2 separate regions of the Mus musculus genome follow, and region 1 is linked to region 2. The links are chromatin contacts, called in public promoter capture Hi-C maps. All regions are on one chromosome and are shown on one strand. Each heading gives the region's core, a stretch centred on a gene start, on an enhancer-like site or on the middle of the called end of the contact. The rest is flanking DNA. Distances are from core to core; before and after follow the strand shown.

Region 1 (6,015 bases), core at 1,759-4,258, 240 kb after region 2:
ACATAAATGTACAAATATATCTTTGGGACATTGACTTATGGACCCTTAGCCATATATATGATCCGTATAGCTGAGAGAGCTGAGTTATATAATAATTTCAGTTTAAATTTTTTTCAAAGAATTTTTATTGATTCCCATAGTGGCCGGAGTGGTTTACATTCAAGACTCCACAGAAGACCTATACAGTCAAAGCAATCCTCAACAAGAATAAAAGTAAGGCTGTAGTTATCATCATACCCAATTTCAAGTTATAATACAGAGACATTTGAGAAGAATATTGACAAGAATATCATAGTACTGGCAAAAAAAATAAAAAAGCAGGTAGACAAACCAATAGAATAGACTAGAGGGCCCAGAAATAAGTCACACAGCTAAAGACACCTAAGTGGAGGACAAGGAAGAAAGAATAATGTACAAGGAGAGTAATGGAGGAAAAGAAAAATACCACATGCATTTTCTCATATGCAGGATCTAGATCTTATGTACTTGAATATATATGTATGTATGTATGTATGTATGTATGTATAAATACATGTCTATATATTTGACATAGTTGGAGAAACAACACTATTATGGAGAAGGAAAAGGGCAAGCAGGAGAGGGGAGAGAGAACAAGAGAGGCTAATGGGGTGAATATAATCAAAGTAATATATATATATATATATATATATATTGCCTTGAACCTGCAGCCTTTCAGAGAAATGTCCAAGGACCAAGTAATGGAGGAAAAGTAATGGAGGTTTATTTCATATATATATATATACACATATATATATATATGAAAATAGCATAATTAACCTCATGATTCTCATGATAACTTTTAAAAATTAATTCTGAAGAGGAAGAAACTCTAAAGCTTGTACTTGGCGGATGAGGAACAATGATCTGAATTGTAAGGACATCTTTTTCTTAATAGAGACTTCAATAAACTCACACAAACATCTAATTAATAGGATTAAAATAATCATAATAGAATGAAATTCAAAGCAAGAATCCCTTGCCTTCTCACAGTAGTATATTTTTCAGATAGAAGTATAAGATATTAATTATTATAGAATTTAATTATGAATAAATAAATCTTACTATCCTAGTTAATATCTTTAAATTTAAAAATGCATTTGATCATGTTTGCCCATCTCCCCACTCCTCCCAGATCCATCTTCCCCTCCCTACATACCCAACTTGATGCCTCCTCCTCCTTCCCCCTTTCCTCCCGCTCCTCTTCCTCTTCCTCCTGAGTCTACTTATTTTTCTTCCAATCATGTTGTCCAGATACTTTTGAATGTGGTCAACCCACTAGGAGCCACACCCTTAAGGAAACCTATCTTTCTCTCCCAGTAGCTATCAATTGCTGATAGCTCCTTGGCTAGGGATGGGACTCAGTGTCCCCTCTCTTCTCCATGCTGGAATTTCGTCTGGCCAGAGCCTGTGCAGGTCTTGTGTATGCTGTTTCAACTGCTGTCAATTCATTTGTGCAACTGTCCTGCTGTATCTTGAAAACACTGCTTCCTTATAGATGTCCCCTGCCTATGGCATTTATAATCTTTCTGCCCCTTCTGTGATTATCCCTGAACCATGGGTGGAGGAAGTGTCATATAGATGTCCCATTTGGGGATGGGTACTCCACAGTCTTTTATTCTTGGCACCTTGACCAATCGTGCTCTCTGCATTCATTGCCATCTACCACAATAAGAAGCTTTCCTGATGAGGATTGACGGACACATGCATGTATTTTTAAAATCAAAGTTTCTAGGGACATCAGTAGATAACAAAAGTTTCCCAAGTGCAGAGAAGGAAGAGAAAGAGGAGGTAGGAGGAAAACCGTACGCAGTGGGAAGTGAGGAGTAGAGAGAGATGAATTGAATGGTAAATCACGAAGATGTTCCAAGTGAAAACAAGGGGTTTTAGTGTCTTATTCCAGTTATGGAAGAAATGCAATGGCTTCATCTCTTAGTGACAGCAGAGCTGATGAACATAAGAAGACATAAGAGCAGAGAGCAGTTTATTTTGTGCAGCAAGTAAGGGCAGCCCCAGAAGTAATTCTCAATGCAGTGTTTTTTCCTAACAAACAAAGCAAGATGCTTTGACTGGGGAACTCACAGGTGTTTGGATAGGAAAGCCTCATTTACCATGGGGGTGGGGATGGGGGGTGGGGCACACACTCCATTCTCAGTTCAAGTTTATATGTCACACACTTGACAAATAAGCAAACAAATGGTGTGGTTGCAAACACATCTGGGTGAGTTTCGCATTATGAGTGAGGACTATTCTGGATCACCTCAAAGAAATATGTAAGTGACTCAGAGCTTTGGAATGGTCCTTGGACATTTCTCTGAAAGGCTGCAGGTTCAAGGCAAATCAGAACAGAGCACATTCCTAAAGGCATTTTGAGAGACATTTAAAGGGGCAGCAGACTTTGCCTAGTATAGCAAGTTGCTCTTAAAGTGGTTACCTAGAGACTATCTTCTTACTTCAGAAGGGAATTGTGTTTGTTAAGTTTTTCTAAAGCTTTGTTACTCTTTTGTTTTGTTTTCAGTCTCTTTTTCAGATATGAAAGTCTGTAATCTTCTCTGCAGAGTTGGAGGCAAAGAGTTATATCAGAAATACCCAAAGAGACATGCCATGAAAAGGTAATAAAGATATAGATATAAATGATAGAGATAGAGATGATATAGATATAGATAGAGATAGAGATAGAGATGATAGAGATAGAGATAGAGATGATATAGATAGAGATAGAGAGCTAGAGATAGAGACAGAGATAGAGATGATAGAGATAGAGATAGATGATATAGATATATCTTGCCACAAGGGAGTGACTTCCTGCCTTCAGCTCAGATTTCTCTCCTTTAAATATAGCTTTCCAGGTGGTTAGAAAAACCCAGATAGCAAATGCAGTGGAAAGCAGGGAAATTCCAAGGGACTTCCCAGATTGAGCAATAATAGTACATAGTACATGTGCCCATCACCCACTGCTTATAAACCAAAGCCAAAAATGTCTGTTGGATGAAGGCAAATTGCAGCAGGAACCCACAGAAGAGGCAGGAAATGAACAGAGGTCACACAGGGGTACTGCTTACTGGTTTGCTCCTTATAGCTTGCTCAGTCTGCTATCATATAAAACCAGGGCCACCTGCCCATGGGTAGCACTGACCAGAGTAGGCTTCACCCTCCCACAAAAATCATTAATCAAGAAAATGTCCCATAGATTTGCCTACAGGCCCCTCTGATGGAGGCATTTTCTTAATTGAGCTTCTCTTTTGCCAAATGACCCTGGTTTGTGTCAAGTTAACAAAAACACCAACAAGTACACCCTTTAATAGCCAATTTGTAAAAGCTGGAATCTGATCCTGAGGTTAGAGGACCCAAGAGCAGGTGGAATACACAGAAGGAAAAATGGGGAGGGGAAGAGAGGAGGACAAGGGGGGGGGGGAAGAGGAACCCTTTCCTGTTTATGCCCTGTAGATCTAGAAATGCCATTAAAGCATTATATACAAACAGGCTGGAGACAATTTGAGGACTCCACCAGGGACCCTGAGTCATCTGTGTACACAATTTTACTGCCAAGGCAAAGCTTGCTGAAGAGAGATGGATGCTGGCTTTTCCAACTAAACAAAAGTAGGAGGGGAAGTGACATATCTAGAGAGAAGAAAACCTATCCAAAGAAGTTTCTACGTTATTCACTGGGTGGAGGTGGAGGCCCACAGTAAGATAGGCATAGAGAACATGGGGGAAGAGAAACCAGTTAGGCAGGAAGCCAGCCTCTCCCAAAGTGGGAAAAAGGGTTGCTAAACTCTGAGACAGACCATTTCGTGCAAAAACCACCAAAACAAAAGGCAAACAAACTGATGTTTGTTTTCTAGAATGGAAGAGTCAAGAGCATTTCTCCGATCTCGGCTGTATAAGACTGGGGCAGAAATAGTGAAACAGAAATTGATACCACGGAGCAAAGGAGGGAAATGATGCCTTCTTTGATTTTTGACGTTGATTCAGCTTTGCCTGTTTCTTTGGACGAAGACTATTCCAAAATCTCTTGCTGAATGACAAAAAATTGGCTGGGGAGATGGCTCAGTGGTTAAGAGTGCTTACTGCTTTTTCAGAGGACCGGAGTTTGGCTCCCAACACCTACAAGGTGGGTCACAGCTACCCATAATCCAGCTTCCAGGGAATGCCATGCCCTTTTCTGACCTCTCTCTGCAGGCACCGGCACTCACACATGCATGCCTACACAAAGGAATAATTTTAAAAACAACAGCAGCAGCAGCAGCAACAACAAAACCAAGTGACCCTGTCGCATATGTGAATTCCTCCCATGAGACCATCTATGTGACATCTACAGACTGTTAGTTTGCATGTCCTCTAGCCAAAATCCTCACTGGAATCAACCCCCAACCCTTGCCAGCTACCGAGAGCTGCCATGGCCTTGGCATTCCCCCGAAGAGTTGAGTCTTCTCCCTCCCTGGTGTTGCCAAGAGCCATCCCAGCTACCCATGATGCCCAGGCCTAAGACAATCTTGAGTTACATGTACAGCCTTCCTTTTGGCCTGGAGGCTAGGTCACATGGTATGACACTAAATCGCCACCCCTGAAAGCCTCTAAGTGCATGAAACTCCCTTTGTCCTATGGAACAGAAATGTTTGTCTTTTCCTTCCGGTCCTCTTCATGCAATTATGAGATAATGTTATAAGCCTCCTAATGGCTGGAACTAAAAGGAGTTGGAGGTTATTTTCCTTCCAACTCCCCATCATTCTATATATGGCAGCTATCTCTCCTAATGCCCTTCCACTTGAAGGTCTCACCATGGCTGTCTAAGGCTATAATGCTATGACTCTCCTAATCGAGATCCTTTGAACGGTAATTTGCCTCACCTTCCTTTCTATGAACCTACAGATTTCTTCATATCTTTAACAGATGCTAGCATCAAAATATCCTGGGGTATAAACTCACATTACACCACATCTCCTGCCCCTAACAACTTCATGATTTCAAAGAGCAAGGTGTGGTTTCTACTAAGTTTTTTCTCTCCCTGACTGGAGTTTCTCCCTCCTCTTCCTCAACATGTACAGAGTCACCCCAGGTAGCACATATACAAAACTGAAGACTGGGGCACTCTTATGGGGCTGTCCTGTGGTGCACTAGAGTTGCCTACTGTAAGTGGAAACAGAAATGACAGTGTCTCAAGTGGGAGAGGCAAGGTCCTGCTTCAGAGGAGAGAGGATGCTCAGGTGGATGGGAAACCCAACAGTCCCTTCAGTGTGACAGTGTCATGACAGTTACAAAGAAAATTCCTCTGAATAGGAACATTTCATTCTGGAGGGTAGCTCATTAAGACCAAAAACGCCCTAAAGGAAGGCTTGCTAAGAATAGAAAAATAAACAACTCAAAAGTCTCAGGGAGTTCCAGAAACTTACAAGGCCCCACTCTCCCTAAAACTATATGAGCAGGGAAGATTACAGAGGAGGCTTAGGTCAGCCAAACTGCCTAGAGAAAATTCTCCACTCATCAAACTGCCTGAAAGTTATGTAGATAATTCCATGATCCCAGGTCTTACAAAGTGTCACTTATGTTAGGGTTTTAGATGATGGTGGTGCCTTTGAGCCCTCTATGTTCCTGTAAGTATCCCCTAACACACACTCCTATAAGTAACCTCAGTAAAGTCACTGGGCCATGGAAGTTGGACTTTGGTGGTATTCTTATTTTGGTCTGTTGTTACTTCCCTATCTGTGCTGAGAAGATATACATTTATGTCTCCTCAGGAATAGTACCAGGACAGATAGGCTTGCTGACTGAGACATTATCAGTTCCTTTTTCTAACATACTCCCTTCCTCTTTTTGACTTAATAAAAATATGCCTGGGATTGAGGCACTAACAATTTTCACTTGGGGCTTTTTGGCTCAAAAATGGCTGTCTTTCCCCTGAATCTCCAAACATGGTTGCATTCCGAGCCACTGGGGATTTCACATTCAACATAGATTTTGAGGGGAACATAGTTATCTTAACACATAACACCTATG
Region 2 (6,568 bases), core at 2,398-4,897:
GCCATCCTTAAAGTCTCCCATCACAAGGCTTCTTCATCTCCCTCCCTCACTTCTCTCCATGCAGGACTTGGACCTGGCAGTCAGTGTGTCTTTTAGAAGGAGTCAGACATCCTTGCTCACACTAGACTTGCTTCAGCTGTTTGGGGCTTCTGTGGAGAACTTTCTTTCCTCAGTCTCAACGAATTCTTAGTTGGAGCTGACTCCTGTAACAAAATCTGGATTAGCCAGAGGAAATCAGATGGCTTCCCCCTATTTTCCTCAGGTGAGAGCCACTAAGGGACGAGTAGTTCTCAAGAAGGTAGCCTTGAATTTCAGCCTATCCAGTGTTGCAATAAACAAGAGTGAATTCTAATTATTTTATTTTATTTTATTTTATTTGGTTTTTTGAGACAGGGTTTCTCTATATAGCCCTGGCTTTCCTGGAACTCACTTTGGAGACCAGGCTGGCCTCGAACTCAGAAATCTGCCTGCCTCTGCCTCCTGAGTGCTGGGATTAAAGGCATGCGCCACCACGCCCTGCTGAATTCTAATTTTTTATCATCAGTTTTCCACTGTGTTGGAGACCTAACCAGGGCCTTCCTGGTAATCACGCTGCCTCTGAGATATACCCCAACCCAAACTGTGACAAGGCAAGGGAAAGGACTTTGAGCCTCTAGGGGTGGCAGCTTGTGAAAGGTTGGTGGGGTTCATAAGGGGCAGCCAGCAAAGCTTGATGATGGTTTGCTTTGGTACTGTCTCCGGCCTCCCAGGGCTTCAAGCTGTCCTCAGCACCGTTGCTATCCTCAGTGGTGGGCATCTTCTGTCTCGTAACAGGCCAGGAAGGACAGAGTGCCTTTCTGCATCTACTCCTTAATTGTCCTCGGCCCCAGCAGCAATCTTTGTATGGGAAGGTTCCCGCTCTGGTCTCTCCCACTGTTTTCTTTTGTTCACCAGCTGGGAGAGCCAAGGAGGCAGGGTTATGTAGGATTTTACAGCCAGTGGCTTGTCCTTTACCCAGGTCTGTGTGGGATTTGCCTATTGCATTCTCTCTCAGAACAGCTCTGAGGGTCCTTCGATCGGCCTCACACATGTTGTCAGAGGCAGCAGTTAATATGCAACATTACAGGAAATCTACTACAGTGAATTCTCCCATCTTCTCCCACAACACCTCAATTCTAGCTTTTCAACAGCCAGCCAGCCACTCAGAAATCATTAACCAGGACTTTTATTTCCAGTGACGATATACTACAGTTAAAAGCCTCTCACCATTTTCTCTCATTCTGGGAAGCCAGCATAGGTCATGAGAAGACTCAGTGCCTACAGAATAGAAGATGTTTCATTTTGATTAAATATTTGTGGTATACATAAACTAGCACTGCCCACACATAAAACTGCAGTGGTTAAGGGTGAGGCTGGGTAGTGCTGCTGTGTTCTCATCACCCACCCACCATGCAGCTGTGTGGCCCCTGGCAAGCCTCTGAACATCTCCCAGGCTCAGAATGTCATTTGTAAAATGAGGAGCAGAGAGTTTGTTTCATAGGGATATTGAGGGGATGAAATGAGTTGTGTATTTGAAGAGTTTATCACCACACTGGACATAAAAATCAAGTCTTCCTGAGGGTTTAAGCATCCCTATAAAACATGCAGGTGAAACCAGTGGGTCTTACTGCATGCTCTTCTGCAACACACTGTTGTGCTGGACACATGCTCTGCCGATGCCCCTTCTATATTTGTGGTGAGGGAATCTCTATAATCTCAGCTGTACTTCCCACTTATTAAGGACTCCACAGTAAGAGGAGAAGTATGACCCACATAGTGCAGAGATGCACATCTCCACTCTCTCCAAACACAAACAGGGTTTCATAATATTGACACGTTCTAAAGTTCATGTGGAAAAACAGAGGAGCAGTTCTAGACAAGGAATTTGAAAATCAAAACAAGACAGAATCATCGTAGGGAATACTGAAACCGTGAAGTGTTAAAATCCACCGTCTGCAGTGAAACTATCATCATAAAGAGTAGCGTGGCCTGGGCAAGATCACTCTCCAAACACAAACAGAAAGGTGCACACCAGAAAGAAAAGGATGGGCAGGTTTTAGCACATAAAGCCAAAATTTTATCACTTCAGAAATTAGCGTTGCTAAGTGAGGTGGGCATGCCTGTGATCCCAGCACTTGGCAGACAGGCCACCGGGTTTGGGTATGAGGCCAGTGGGGTCTGCACAGTGAGACCTTGCCTCCCACCCCTACACCCCCAAAGAACAATCTTTTGGGGAAAATATTTTCCACACATATGACAAATGAACATCTTTAAGCATGAAACCCAAACAACCATCCCAACTTCCCAGCCTTGAAAGTGAGCAAATAGAAAGTCAGGCAAAGATAAATTCTCAGTAGTCATAGCATAAACTGGTTTAAAAAAAAAATCACACAAAACAAACAAGTCAGGAAACCAGCAACCCAAGAAGCAAAAATTGAAGCAAACAGTCATTTTAATTAAATTTGGGAAAATAGCCCATGTTGTCAAGGAAATGGAAAAAAATGGTCATTTCTCAGGGATAACTGATGAATCTTGTCTTTGACCATCTGTTTCTACCTCCAAAAGTTTGAACCTGGACATGGGTAATGAGACATTAATCTATAAGGACATAGGAAAAATATGTAATCGATTTGCATATTTATACAGCCATTAAACTATATATATATATATATATATATATATATATATATATATATGTTTTAATATAATATATAAGAGAACAACGAAATGGGAGAAAACTTACAATATCTTAAGTGAAGAGCCAGCATGTACAGTTGCAAGGGATAACCCAGGCTTCCCCAATATAAAATACTATTCAGAACACTCGAGTATGTCAAACACCGAATGTAATTGGCTTTAGGAGGCTAATATATGAGAGGGCTAGATGGCCCTTGGGAGAGATTTTAAAAGTGTTTTTTTTTAAAATAATTGTACAATTCAAAGCTTGTCTCTGTTGAAAGCATGAAAGGACACGAAATTGCACTGGTCTGGAAGTTCCAAGATGGGGTTCTTTTGGAAAGCCAAGGCCACCTGCTAGTGGGTGGTGAGTCATGGCCACAGGCTTGCACCTGCCTCCGCAGACGCCACACTGGCTGCTGTGCGTTTCCAAGGGTAAACGACCCATTTGTGCCAACAGCCACCTGGGCCCGGCCTGCATCTCTAGAGCTTAGGCCACTCCGGATCTTAGTTGTGGGAATAGAGGGCCTTGCAGAATTCACAGTTGCGGGCCATTCATTCTTCATCCAGATGCGCTCTGTTGCCGTGGTGCTGTGTTCCAGCCCTAAGCTAGAGCGGACTGGGCAAAGCCCCAGGCTCGACGCCAGGAGAACCGTTGGTGCCCTGTCTAGTTCTCTCTGGCTCTGAGTTTTGAAAAAGACAGTAAGGGTGGACCAAACACAGTGACCACAGCCTGGCCACAAGGTGGCCCAGGGGCGAGCATCCTTTTCTGGGCAGAGGGTTAGGAAACTGAAGCTCGGGCCGGTGGCCAAACCGGAGCTGGTGGCTGCCATGGCGATGGAGCCGGGGGCCCTCCCTGGCCTTGTGCCGGAGCGGCAGTGCAGCGGGGTGACCTGGCCCGCCCCGCCCCCAGGCCGCGGCCGCCTAGCCGAGACTGACCCTCCGCAGCTCCTGTAGTCACGTGGAGCTGGGAACCCAGCGCGTGGGGGGAGGTTGGGGACGGGCCTGGCAGTTGTGAACTCGAACCTGCCGCTGTCGCCGCTGCGGGGCGGGGAACCGGCCGCAGAGGCCGGCCTGGTGCTCTATGGATGGGCGCTGCGTCCCTGGAGGGCACGCGGGAGAGGTATGGGTCGAGTAAGGGCGCAGGGGCCACCGAGGGCGTGCGAGGGCAGCTCCACCTGTGGGGCGCGTGACCGTGAGTGTGTGCGGCTGTGGGGTTCGCGCGCGCGCGCGGAATATGAAAGGGGGGGGGGAGTGTTGAGGCGCGGGGCGAGCGCACCTGCGCACAGGCTCCGCGGGCTGCGCTGTGCGTGGGACCCGAGATGGCCCACTGGCTGGTCCGAACCGGTCCAGCGAGCCAGCAAATGTGGACGGAGGACACGCATCTATACAAAGGGGGAGTGTGTGGGCCTGCTGCCACCCGGGGCTGCCCTAGATGACCAAGGAAATTCTGGAGAGTCCTGGGCACTCTGGCGCTCCCTGCGTAGACCCTCGGGAGACAGGCCTGGAATTTATGTTGCGCGGAGAGTGGGGGAAGGGGAGGCAATAGGGATTCCAGAGTTACTGCCTAGGCAGCCCTTTGGCCACTGAGAAAGAGCCTTGCAACAGATGGAGGAGGCTATTCTTCTGGGGCCCTACCAGGCTAGGAGGTGGCCTCCAAAGGCAGCACTGTGCTTCCTCAGTAAAGGGTCATGCTCATGCTTTATTTAGTTCAGTGTCCGCTAGGTCATTCGACCAGGCTGGGTATGGAGTTCAAGGCTGAACTCTGTAGCCTTGAATCTGGGAGAGACTGGGTGATGACACAAACCTGCCCTGGCTTAGCGCAGAGCCTCACACTCGTTCTTTTCTCTCCCTTCCCCAGGTAAGGCTGACCTCTCAGCAGTTAGAGGTCTGAGCTCTGCCATGGGGATAGGGATGTCTTTATTGCTACAGTTTTCTCTGTCATCCGGGGGCTACCGAAGTGTGGGCCGAAGCAGCCGAAGTCTCCCCAGGAACATCCCCAGAAGGAGCTGGAAAAAGCCTCACCCCCAGCTCTTCAGTCTTCAGGGTAGAGTTTGGCCTTTCTTGTGCCCTCAAACCAACCCATAACTCCAGCGCTCATGTCTCCTATACTTGCAGGACAGGGATGTACTGGGGAAGGAATCCATTCTCCTATCATGGAGTCTTCCCTGGGTTCAGGCGGGGGTGGGAGTTGGGGGTTGGTGGGGTTGAGTCATGTCTGTAGTCCCCCAAAAGAGAGCAGGCTGTAAAGGAATTCAGGAGGTTTTGCCCGGACAGAGGCCACGAACAGACATGAAAAGGTCCCTGGGAAGTCTTACTGCCACCCCTGAACTGACTCTGTGTAGGAGGCTCTCAGGAATCTGGGTTCCCCTGTGGGGTATAGCTGAAGTGGGGCAGTCCTTGGCCCGGTTTGGGCAGGACCAGGCAAGGGACAGAGATTATGATCTCTTCTTCCCACCCCTTTCTTTACCCCAGTAATCCCTAGCCCCCTTAAGAGATGCTGAGCCAGGGTTCTCCCTCACTCCAGGGGAGGGGCAGCAGACTGTGGGTGTTCCTTGGATTGAGAAGTGCTTGCCTCTCCCCCCTCCCCCCAATGTCCCAGTTGCAATTGCTTGGGTGTGGGTGGAGAAGGGCTGGCAGGCAGACTGTGGGTAGTCTGGACAGGTGGTGGCCTGGTGTTAGTCTGTGCTAGTAGAGGCACCTTGCCCACCTCCCAGGTCTGAAGAAAGGCTGTTTTCACTTGCTCTCCAGGCTTAGAGCTGAGCTGGGGAGGCTGGAAGTACCTTCCTCAAGGTTTTAGTCAGATGGTTTTTGAGGAGATCTCCACACACCTAGGTGTTAATGCGGAGCACACAGTGGCCTGGGTGTTGACAAGATCCTGTCTTGTGTGTCCGCCCCAAACCTCCCCCCATCCCGTCCTGCCCCCCCCCCCCACCTTTGGTTTGCTCATCGTTTACAGTATCACCTCAGGCAAGTCCTACCACTGTTTTATGCCCCACACTTGCTTCATGTGCCAATTAGGGAGCTCTGGTGTGGTAGAAGAAAGTGCTTGCCACAGGGAAAGGCAATAGGGGGGTTGCGATATGTAGGGTACAGTAGGAATATTCAAGAATATTTTCTGTAAGACCTCCTGACACAAGGTAGATACTATGGGAGAATCCCAAGGAATACCAACATGTCTCCCTTCTAGAAGTTTCCAGGGCAATAAAGATACAAAGCTATTCCCTAAGATAGAACCGTGAGGGCAGTTCCTAGAGGGAGGCGTTCTTCTTCCATGGGGTGGGAAGGGAGAAACTGGGAGCACACACTGGCCTGGGGATTGACAACAGTGTTCCTGCGGTGATTGTGCTTTTCCACCCTCAGCAGAGGAAGAACCGATGCTGGAACAGCGCTGCAGGGGCCCCACGGCCATGGGCCCAGCTCAGCCCTGGCTCTTTTCTGGGCCCTCCCAGGAGTCCTCCCAGCCCGACAGAGGGTTGAGGTACCAGGGCAAATCAGCTCAGCCAAGAGGCCAAACCCCAGGCAAGGTCCATCGTTGTGCCCACTGTCGGAAGCGCTTCCCGGGCTGGGTGGCCCTGTGGCTTCATGCTCGGCGGTGCCAGGCCCGGCTGCCTCTGCCCTGCCATGAATGCAACCAGCGCTTTCGCCACGCCCCCTTCTTAGCGCTGCATCTTCAGGTTCATGCTTCTGCAGTCCCCGACCTGGGTTTCATCTGCCACCTATGTGGGCATAGCTTCCGAGGATGGGTAGCCCTGGTTCTGCATCTGCGGGCTCACTCAGCTTCAAAGCGGCCCATCACTTGCCCTGAATGCGACAGACGCTTCTGGCGACAAAAACAGCTTCGAGCTCATCTGCGAAGGTGCCAGCCCCCTGT

Evidence for each region. Promoter capture Hi-C pulls out the DNA fragments that hold promoters and counts their contacts.
Region 1: a promoter capture Hi-C map of liver shows a contact between it and region 2. The contact joins the enhancer-like site here to the promoter of Repin1 in region 2. A contact is called at or near these places in 12 of 39 promoter capture datasets (3T3-L1-derived adipocytes, the C10 cell line, the HPC-7 cell line and 7 more), 1 of 484 Hi-C or Micro-C datasets (B cells) and 2 of 9 other capture datasets (adipose tissue and liver).

The regions. Positions count from the first base shown.
Region 1 is chr6:48,826,878-48,832,892 of GRCm38.p6, forward strand. No RefSeq gene overlaps it. Among named protein-coding and RNA genes, the nearest start is that of Tmem176b, 11 kb to the right of the region's middle. Within about 2 kb of position 3,009, at least 69 of the 459 cell types and tissues checked have an H3K27ac peak or open chromatin away from gene starts, as enhancers often do. A contact at or near this core is called in 3T3-L1-derived adipocytes, the HPC-7 cell line, adipose tissue and 1 more, where this site is marked.
Region 2 is chr6:48,590,236-48,596,803 of GRCm38.p6, forward strand. Repin1 (replication initiator 1) reads left to right here and starts at 3,648. Exons shown (of 3, transcript NM_001079901.1): 1 at 3,648-3,817; 2 at 4,556-4,741; 3 at 6,058-6,568. The coding sequence starts at 4,597. It overlaps Gm5111 (predicted gene 5111), which reads left to right. Exons shown (of 2, transcript NM_183309.3): 2 at 1-349. The coding sequence ends at 190.